2 separate regions of the Mus musculus genome follow, and region 1 is linked to region 2. A link is a contact called in public Hi-C data. All regions are on one chromosome and are shown on one strand. Each heading gives the region's core, a stretch centred on a gene start, on an enhancer-like site or on the middle of the called end of the contact. The rest is flanking DNA. Distances are from core to core; before and after follow the strand shown.

Region 1 (3,437 bases), core at 467-2,966, 310 kb before region 2:
AGAAAAAAGCCAAACAAGGAGAAAAGTATAAATATAAAATACAAGAGGTCCATATAAACATTTCAAACCATTTGAAAGTACTTACAACACTGAACATATATCCTGCAATTAGACTAGGGGAAAACAGGTCAGGATCCGGTGCCGTCTAGACGGCCTATCAGAACCTTGCCTAACAAACATTCCAAGACTCCTCCCATTTCATGTTCAACACTCACTACCAGCCCTTCCACTGCAGGGGTGATGGTGTGCCCATGACTAGGATAACAGCCAGTCGGGGCTCCTCTGCATGTCTCCTATCCCTTCCCGCTTCTGGTACATGGAGCCCACTTTCAGCTGGGGAACCCAAGGGTTGTTGACAGCTGTCAAGCCTTTGCACCCTAGTCACCTGGGTGAACGCATCCTTCAAACCACAGTCCCCCTGCCTCTGCTGATGGTGGACAGTGCCAGAGGCAGGACCTGCCTGAGCAAGCTGTTTTCCTCCAGGCCTGGTGCTCCCTTGGAAGGACAAATGGCAGTCATCTTCCCATTCTCAAGGGCAAAACTAAAATGCAAACGATGCTGCTGTGCTGTGCAGAGGAAGCAAAGCACGAGAGGGAGGCAGAGCCGCAGCCAGCGCGGCTAACACCTCCACAGTGGTAGGAATGTTATCTGTCTTTAGATATCTGCCATTAGGTGGTGTGCAAATTGTCTATGTTTAAATATTAGCAATAAAGCAATTAAAAGAACACTTACTCTATCAAAGTAGAACATTATTCACATTTTTCTCTAGAGAATTCTATTGGCTCCTGTGCCATGGTGGGGCACGCCTTTAATCCTAGCACTTAGGGAGGCAGAGGCAGGTGGATCTCTATGTTCGAGGCCAGCCTGGTCTACAGAGTGAGTTCCAGAACAGCCAGGCTGCATGGAGAAACCCTGTCTTGAAAAACCAAGCCAGGCATGGTGGCGCAGGCCTTTAATCCCAGCACTTGGGAGGCAGAGACAGGCGGATTTCTGAGTTCGAGGCCAGCCTGGTCTACAGAGTGAGCTGAGGACAGCCAAGGCTATACAGAGAAACCTTGTCTCGAAAAACCAGAAAGGAAAGGAAAGGAAAGGAAAGGAAAGGAAAGGAAAGGAAAGGAAAGGAAAGGAAAGGAAAGGAAAGGAAAGGAAAGGAAAGGAAAGGAAAGGAAAACCAAAGAATACTACCAGTCTCTCTCTTTTCCTAAGTTCTTCAAAACTTGAATGCTACACACCGCAACTCAGAGATTTACATCCACACTGTTTTCTTACTGTTTCATATGCCTGAATCTCATAATCTGTTTGCTACATATTAAGGAAAAACAAGCTACGGAAGGGTAAAACATTTTAATTACTTCAATATTGACTAAGATGACAAATCCTAGCTCTGACATGCAACTGAAGACAGCAATGCTAGTACTGATACTCACTGAGACTCACTCACTCACTGAGACTCACTCACTCACTGAGACTCACTCACTCACTCACTGAGACTCACTCACTGAGACTTTTACTTACTGATACTTGCTTCCCTGTAATACTGCTTTTTTATTAATTTTTTTAAGGCGTTCACTATGTAGTTGTGGCTAGCCTTGAACTTCCATGTTGACCAGGCTGGCTTCAAACTCACAAAGATTTGCCTCTCAAGTGCTAGGTTTAAAGAACTCTGTGGCCGTCATGACTAGATGTTTTCCTTTATCTTATCTGTGTGTGTGCACAGCTGTATGCAGCATGTCCTGAAGCTGGAGTCACAGGCAGTTCTAAGCAGTCGGCCACGAGGACTGAGAACTGAACTGGGGTTCTCTGCAAGAACAGTGCGTGCTCTCAACTACGAGATGGTCACGAGATGGTCACTTATTTAGAATTGTAGGTCAAACACCCAAAAAAAAAAGGGTGATTACTGTCCCCAAACCAAAAGTGGTAAATCTTCACACTTCAACTTAAGCTCTCACAGACTAAGGAAAAAACATCCAAGACTCATTTGTTATAGAAAGAACAATTCTTTCTTCAGATTTACCAACTACATATTGGACTTGGGAGGTGAAAAACCAAAGGTTCAACTTGTTTCAAACTTTGAGAAGCAACTATACTTGAAAATCTGACTAGGAGCAGAGAACCAACTGCTTTATGATTTCTTTTTCTCTTCCTGCCTCAACACAGCACTCAACGACATTGCTGTGGGGACATGGATCCAGGAGAGCCAGGCTGGCGTTCTTACGCTATCTGACCCTGTGACGACAAGAGAGACAAAGCGCCTGCTTTCTCGGTTGCCCACTGGAACACTGCATACCACTCCACCACAGAAGAGGGCTGTAAGGCTCACTGAGGTGATGTTAAAGGGAGAGAGGCCATGTTTACAAAAAAAAAAAAAAAAAAAAAACCCAGGCGTGGTGACTCATGACTTTAACCCTGGCAAATCTCTGAGTTCCATACTAGTCTGGTTTACAAAGGTAATTCCAGGCCAGCCAAGGCTACATAGTAAGAACTTATCTCCAGAAATTAATAGAGGTTGGGAAGCCTGGAGAGATGGCTCAGCAGATAAGAGCTTCACTTCTCTTTTGGAGGATCTGAGTTTATGCCCAAGCACCCTTGTCAGGCGAGGCATAGCCACCTGCATTTCTGGCTCCGGAGGACCTAAGAGCCTCCTTCAGAACTCTGTTGGCACCTGCACTCACGCATGCACAGACCCATACACAGAAACATAAGTGCTCCAAGAGGTTAGATCTAACGTGTACAAAATCAGCCCAGAGAGGCAGACCAGACATTTCTGATCTGTTAATAAGACAAAATTTCAGGGGTTGGGAAGATAACTTAGCTAGCAAAGTGTCTGTCCTCCGGTCCCACACACACATAAAAAGCTGGGCAGTAGTTTGATGTCTGTAATGCCAACACTTACAGGGAGAGGGGAAGGAAGGGAAGAAGAACAGCATAGTCAAAGAGCATGCTAGCCACCGAGGTGGCAAGATGGCTCAGGGGATAGTGGCACTTCTTATAGTGGCACTTGTTACCAGGCCTGAAGGCAAGAGGACTCTCCGATACCCACATGCTGGTGGAGAGAACCCACTCCTGAATACTTACTATTCTCCAAACTCCACACACGCACACACACATACACAACCTCCACACACAGACACATGCGCACACACACATACACGCACACACACATACACAACCTCCACACACACGCACACATACACATACACACTGTTTTTTAAAAGTGAAGAACAAGACCATGGCTGGCATAAACCTCTAACCCCAGCAACTCCCCCAATCTATAGGTACTTTGTTATTCTTTATTTACTAAACATAGACTCAGTGCCCACAAAGAAAAGGCACAGCCTATAGAGTTTTGTTGTCTGCTATCTCTGCTATGTTTTTTTTTTAAATCTCTAAATTAACATGTAAGAAACAAGTAAAAATGAATTTCTGTTAATTTCTAG
Region 2 (3,934 bases), core at 1,026-3,525:
TCGACATTGTTGAGCAGCAGTAGAGTTGGATCCCAACACCAGCAACTAGGTTTTTGCAACTACTTTTTCCAGGGCAAAAACCACAAACTTTGCTTTAAAAAAAAATCAGGGATTAGATTATTTTTTTTGTTTTTTAGAGGGAATACTAAAAATGAAACCATACTATGGTGACAAAAAATAGACAACCACCTTAGACACTACTCAACTCGGCTCCAGTGATTTTGTGGACATTAGTTCCTAACAGATGAGTCCCAATAGCAGCAGCTCATTTTCACACATCTTGTGTACTCAGTGTCTGAAGGACAGTTCCTCAACTAGACTGACAGATACAAGGCACAGCATTCATGCTGCCGGCTTGCACTACCGCCCGCACCCTTTCCATACATGACCAGTGCACACAGTTGTCGTTTTATTTACATTTAGTAGTGTGTTAAGTTTATGTGCTTCACAGAAAATCTCAGAGTCATGTCCCAAAGGCAGAATCATTTGGGTGATGTGATTAATTATGTGCCTCTAAGAGGTATAATCCTCTATCATAATCAGCCAGTATCATAATCAGCTGAGGACTTTCAGGTTTTTAGCTTCTCCCCCTGGTGGTAGTATCTAGGTTCGTATCTATTTAAAAAACAAAAACAACAAACCATGCTGCAAGGTTTACAGCCACTACATTCAAATATTGGGAGGCAATTTGGGGATAAAGTAGATTTAAATGAAATAGAAGCAAATCTCAGAACTCTTCTAATGTTAGCACTCACCTCCTATGCCTAGCTAGTGATCTCTCTTCCCCCCTCTCCTCTCCTCTCCTCTCCTCTCCTCTCCTCTCCTCTCCTCTCCTCTCCTCTCCTCTCCTCTCCTCTCTTCTCTCCTCTTTTTCCCACAATGCAATTACAGCCATTACATCATTGTAAATTACATGCTGGGGTTATCTCAGTAGGTATCTGCCAAATGTAAAACTTACAGAAGGTCTTCAATGTAATAATGATGTTTTATCATTTTAATTACAAACTCTTTAAAAAACTCCCTAAAGTGTACCAATTGGGGTGGTCTAAATTAACAATATCTTGGTAGCCCAAGGGTAGCAAAAATAGATTGAACTACCAAATTTCATCATCCTTATAGCAGCTGTCTTCCTGCCTCTAGGAAGCTGAGTATTTAACAAAGCAGACAGCTTGGCACTGGCGTCTGATTAGCAGCGTGTGCATTGTCAGACAGAATGTGCTTGGCTCTTCTGTTCCAGGGTTGGATTAGAAGCCTGCAGAGCACTGGGACTTTATTCTTCAGGCTTCTCAGAAGTAAATAAGTTCTGCGTCGTCTTCCTCTGTTGCTACACCTGGCAAACTGATTAGGTGCCTTCTTAGTAATGTGCGCTATCAAATGCTAGACAATTTAAATAAAGGCTTTCAAGGATAGTATCACAAAGGATGAAATTTGTCAATTTAAAAATTACTATGGTTAAGCATAATATGTATAAAAATTATTTCTCGAAATAAAGTGCTTTGAATTATGTTGAACCTAAATATTAAAATATTGCTTGTGGGGGAGGAAGGGTGGTCATTTTAGAGTATATAAAAATAAAATTATATTCTTAAAATATTAAATATAAAAGATTTTTTTCCCTGAACTCACATGAAGCATGCTAGAAATAAAACACTGCTTTACAAGAATAATATTATTTTGCTGCAGGGTACAAAACATTAAATTATAAAAGGGTGACTCTCATTACCTTTTCACCAGAAATTTCTTTGAAAATTTATTACAAATGATTGTGCTTATTGGCAGAGTTCAAAATCAGCAGAGTCCACGCAAACAATCTACTTCAGTGCGAGGTACATTCTTTTACTCTATCGGATCCGTCGGAGGTAATCAGACTGGATGTTTTATTCAACAGGGCTGAAGAAAATTGTTCTACAATAGGTTAATTCAAAATGGCAGCATAGAAAATGCATCTGTCAGTGGGGATCAAATTACAGGGCAAGCTCCTCTCAATGCTTAGAAAAACAAGTCTGCAGTTCTACAGATTATGTGCCTGTGTGTGTTTAAAGGGGTGGGAAAGGAGCTAAATATCCGAGCTAACCTCCAATTAAAGTCAATCATAAAAACAGCCAATTTAATGAGTGCAGATTTCTTTGGGTAATTATAACACCAACCACTTTTTTCTCTTTTAGATCTGTAATTCTGCCTTCTTGTTATTGCTTGCTTTGTCACTAATCGCCTCAGGACCTTGATTTCCTAGCAACAGACTGCCACCAAACACTTGGCTCCTGTTCAACATTTTCTTTGTGAAAAATGGCACTGCTGTTGCCGCCTGGGCTGCTGCAGCTAGACTGGCTGTGTAAGTGCTCTAATAATGTATTCCACTGGAAAAAAAAATCACATGATACAGGGTGCGAGGACTGAGCTCAGTTAATTACTGAGCTGGGAAGTTTATCTACAATCTAAAAGCTGTGCTGGGGGAGGGGGCTACAGGATTAAAAAAATGCATTCCTTCCATTATTAATAATTTGAAGGTAAGAATTTGCAAAGAAATATTCTATTTTGAGGTATATAAGTTTATTAAGGATTAGATACAAAAGGCCAATGTCCTTAAAATGTTGCTTGATGATTTCTTTCTCTACAACATGGCCCCAAACACACAAAAGAATCACAGAACAGTTTGCTGCAATTTAAGAGAGCAAATTAACCTATGTATCTGTCAGCTGTGTCTTTCCTACTTAAGGCAAAATCATTTGTATATGTAAATATGCTGTATGGGATGGTAAGAGGTTTTCATTCACAGCGTGAACAGTACATACTGAGAAAACTGAACATTCAAAATATTGTGTTTTGGTATATTGTACACTTAAGTAAATATTTAATAACCCATGATAAGAGTAAAGATGCTTATCATTACTTGTGAAACGATTCAATTGGGACTGAAGAAAATCAGACCTTGTGATTAGAAACCCTGTGATAAGGTAACATAATGTGATTTTTTTTTTTAACTGGGTAGATTTATTAAGATTTTTCATGTCTTCGAAATACTGCCACCCCTGGTAATGATAGTTATGGAAATTAACATGGCATGTCAGCTATGGTTCACTGAAGCCTGGCTCTAACTCTCAGAAATGCGGCTTTATAAGACTGGCATGTTTCAGGACTGCTGTCACGATATGATAATTTAATATACCCAAGAGTGCACTAAGTATTATGGAAGCATCTGTGAAACTAATAAGCCAGTGGCCATACTGATTCTCACCAGTGTCTACAGACTGTGTAACAAACTTACTACAAAGTAGTCGCAATTCAGCTCAGCTGAGGGAGGGAAAAGGCTAGAGGGTACCTTAAAACCATCACGATCACTAACCTTGACAGATGAAATAAAATGAAATTACAGAAGCTCTTTAGCAGAGCACTAAGCATTAAAAAGCCACTGATTATATCCAAGAGTAAAAATATGTACATGCCTTTAAAAAGTGAATAAATAAGGCATTTGACTTTAAAGAATCTGCTTATTGTTGATAATAAGCCACATTGTTTCAACTGAGTCTGAGCCAATAGTATATTTTTACAAAATATAATTCTTGGTTGACTTAACAAAGGAAACACAATCGCCCATCAGTTTTAGAAAATATTGATAATTACTATACAACCATATCAAAATATCTGCGGACTGCAGTAAAGCTGGTTGATGTTTACAGGTAAAACATTTAAAAGTCTATATTTAGCTTATTACGTATTCCAAATTAAAGACACACTAAACCTAGAAGCCACACAAAATGTGAAAAACATATCTGAGGCCTTAAAGAGGGCTATATGGTGTTTGCTACCTTGAATATATATATATCAGTCTGAAAAATATAACTAAAATCATTGGAGGATTATTCTCCTTGATATTTAACTGCAAATTCTGACTTATCATTTAAAAATGGGCTGGATTCTTCACAGAGTTAATTAA

What was found. Hi-C and Micro-C count contacts between places; a contact is called where the count stands out from the background.
Region 1: a Hi-C map of the N1E-115 cell line shows a contact between it and region 2, with 8 times the contacts expected there. The contact joins two enhancer-like sites. A contact is called at or near these places in 1 of 484 Hi-C or Micro-C datasets (the N1E-115 cell line) and 1 of 115 datasets of contacts at active chromatin or transcription factors (embryonic basal ganglia).

Annotation. Positions count from the first base shown.
Region 1 is chr14:21,559,875-21,563,311 of GRCm38.p6, reverse strand. All of the region lies in intron 2 of Kat6b (K(lysine) acetyltransferase 6B), which reads right to left. Among named protein-coding and RNA genes, the nearest start is that of Kat6b, 62 kb to the right of the region's middle. Within about 2 kb of position 1,716, at least 19 of the 459 cell types and tissues checked have an H3K27ac peak or open chromatin away from gene starts, as enhancers often do. A contact at or near this core is called in the N1E-115 cell line, where this site is marked.
Region 2 is chr14:21,250,787-21,254,720 of GRCm38.p6, reverse strand. All of the region lies in intron 6 of Adk (adenosine kinase), which reads right to left. Among named protein-coding and RNA genes, the nearest start is that of Gm52152, 170 kb to the left of the region's middle. Within about 2 kb of position 2,275, at least 99 of the 459 cell types and tissues checked have an H3K27ac peak or open chromatin away from gene starts, as enhancers often do. A contact at or near this core is called in the N1E-115 cell line, where this site is marked.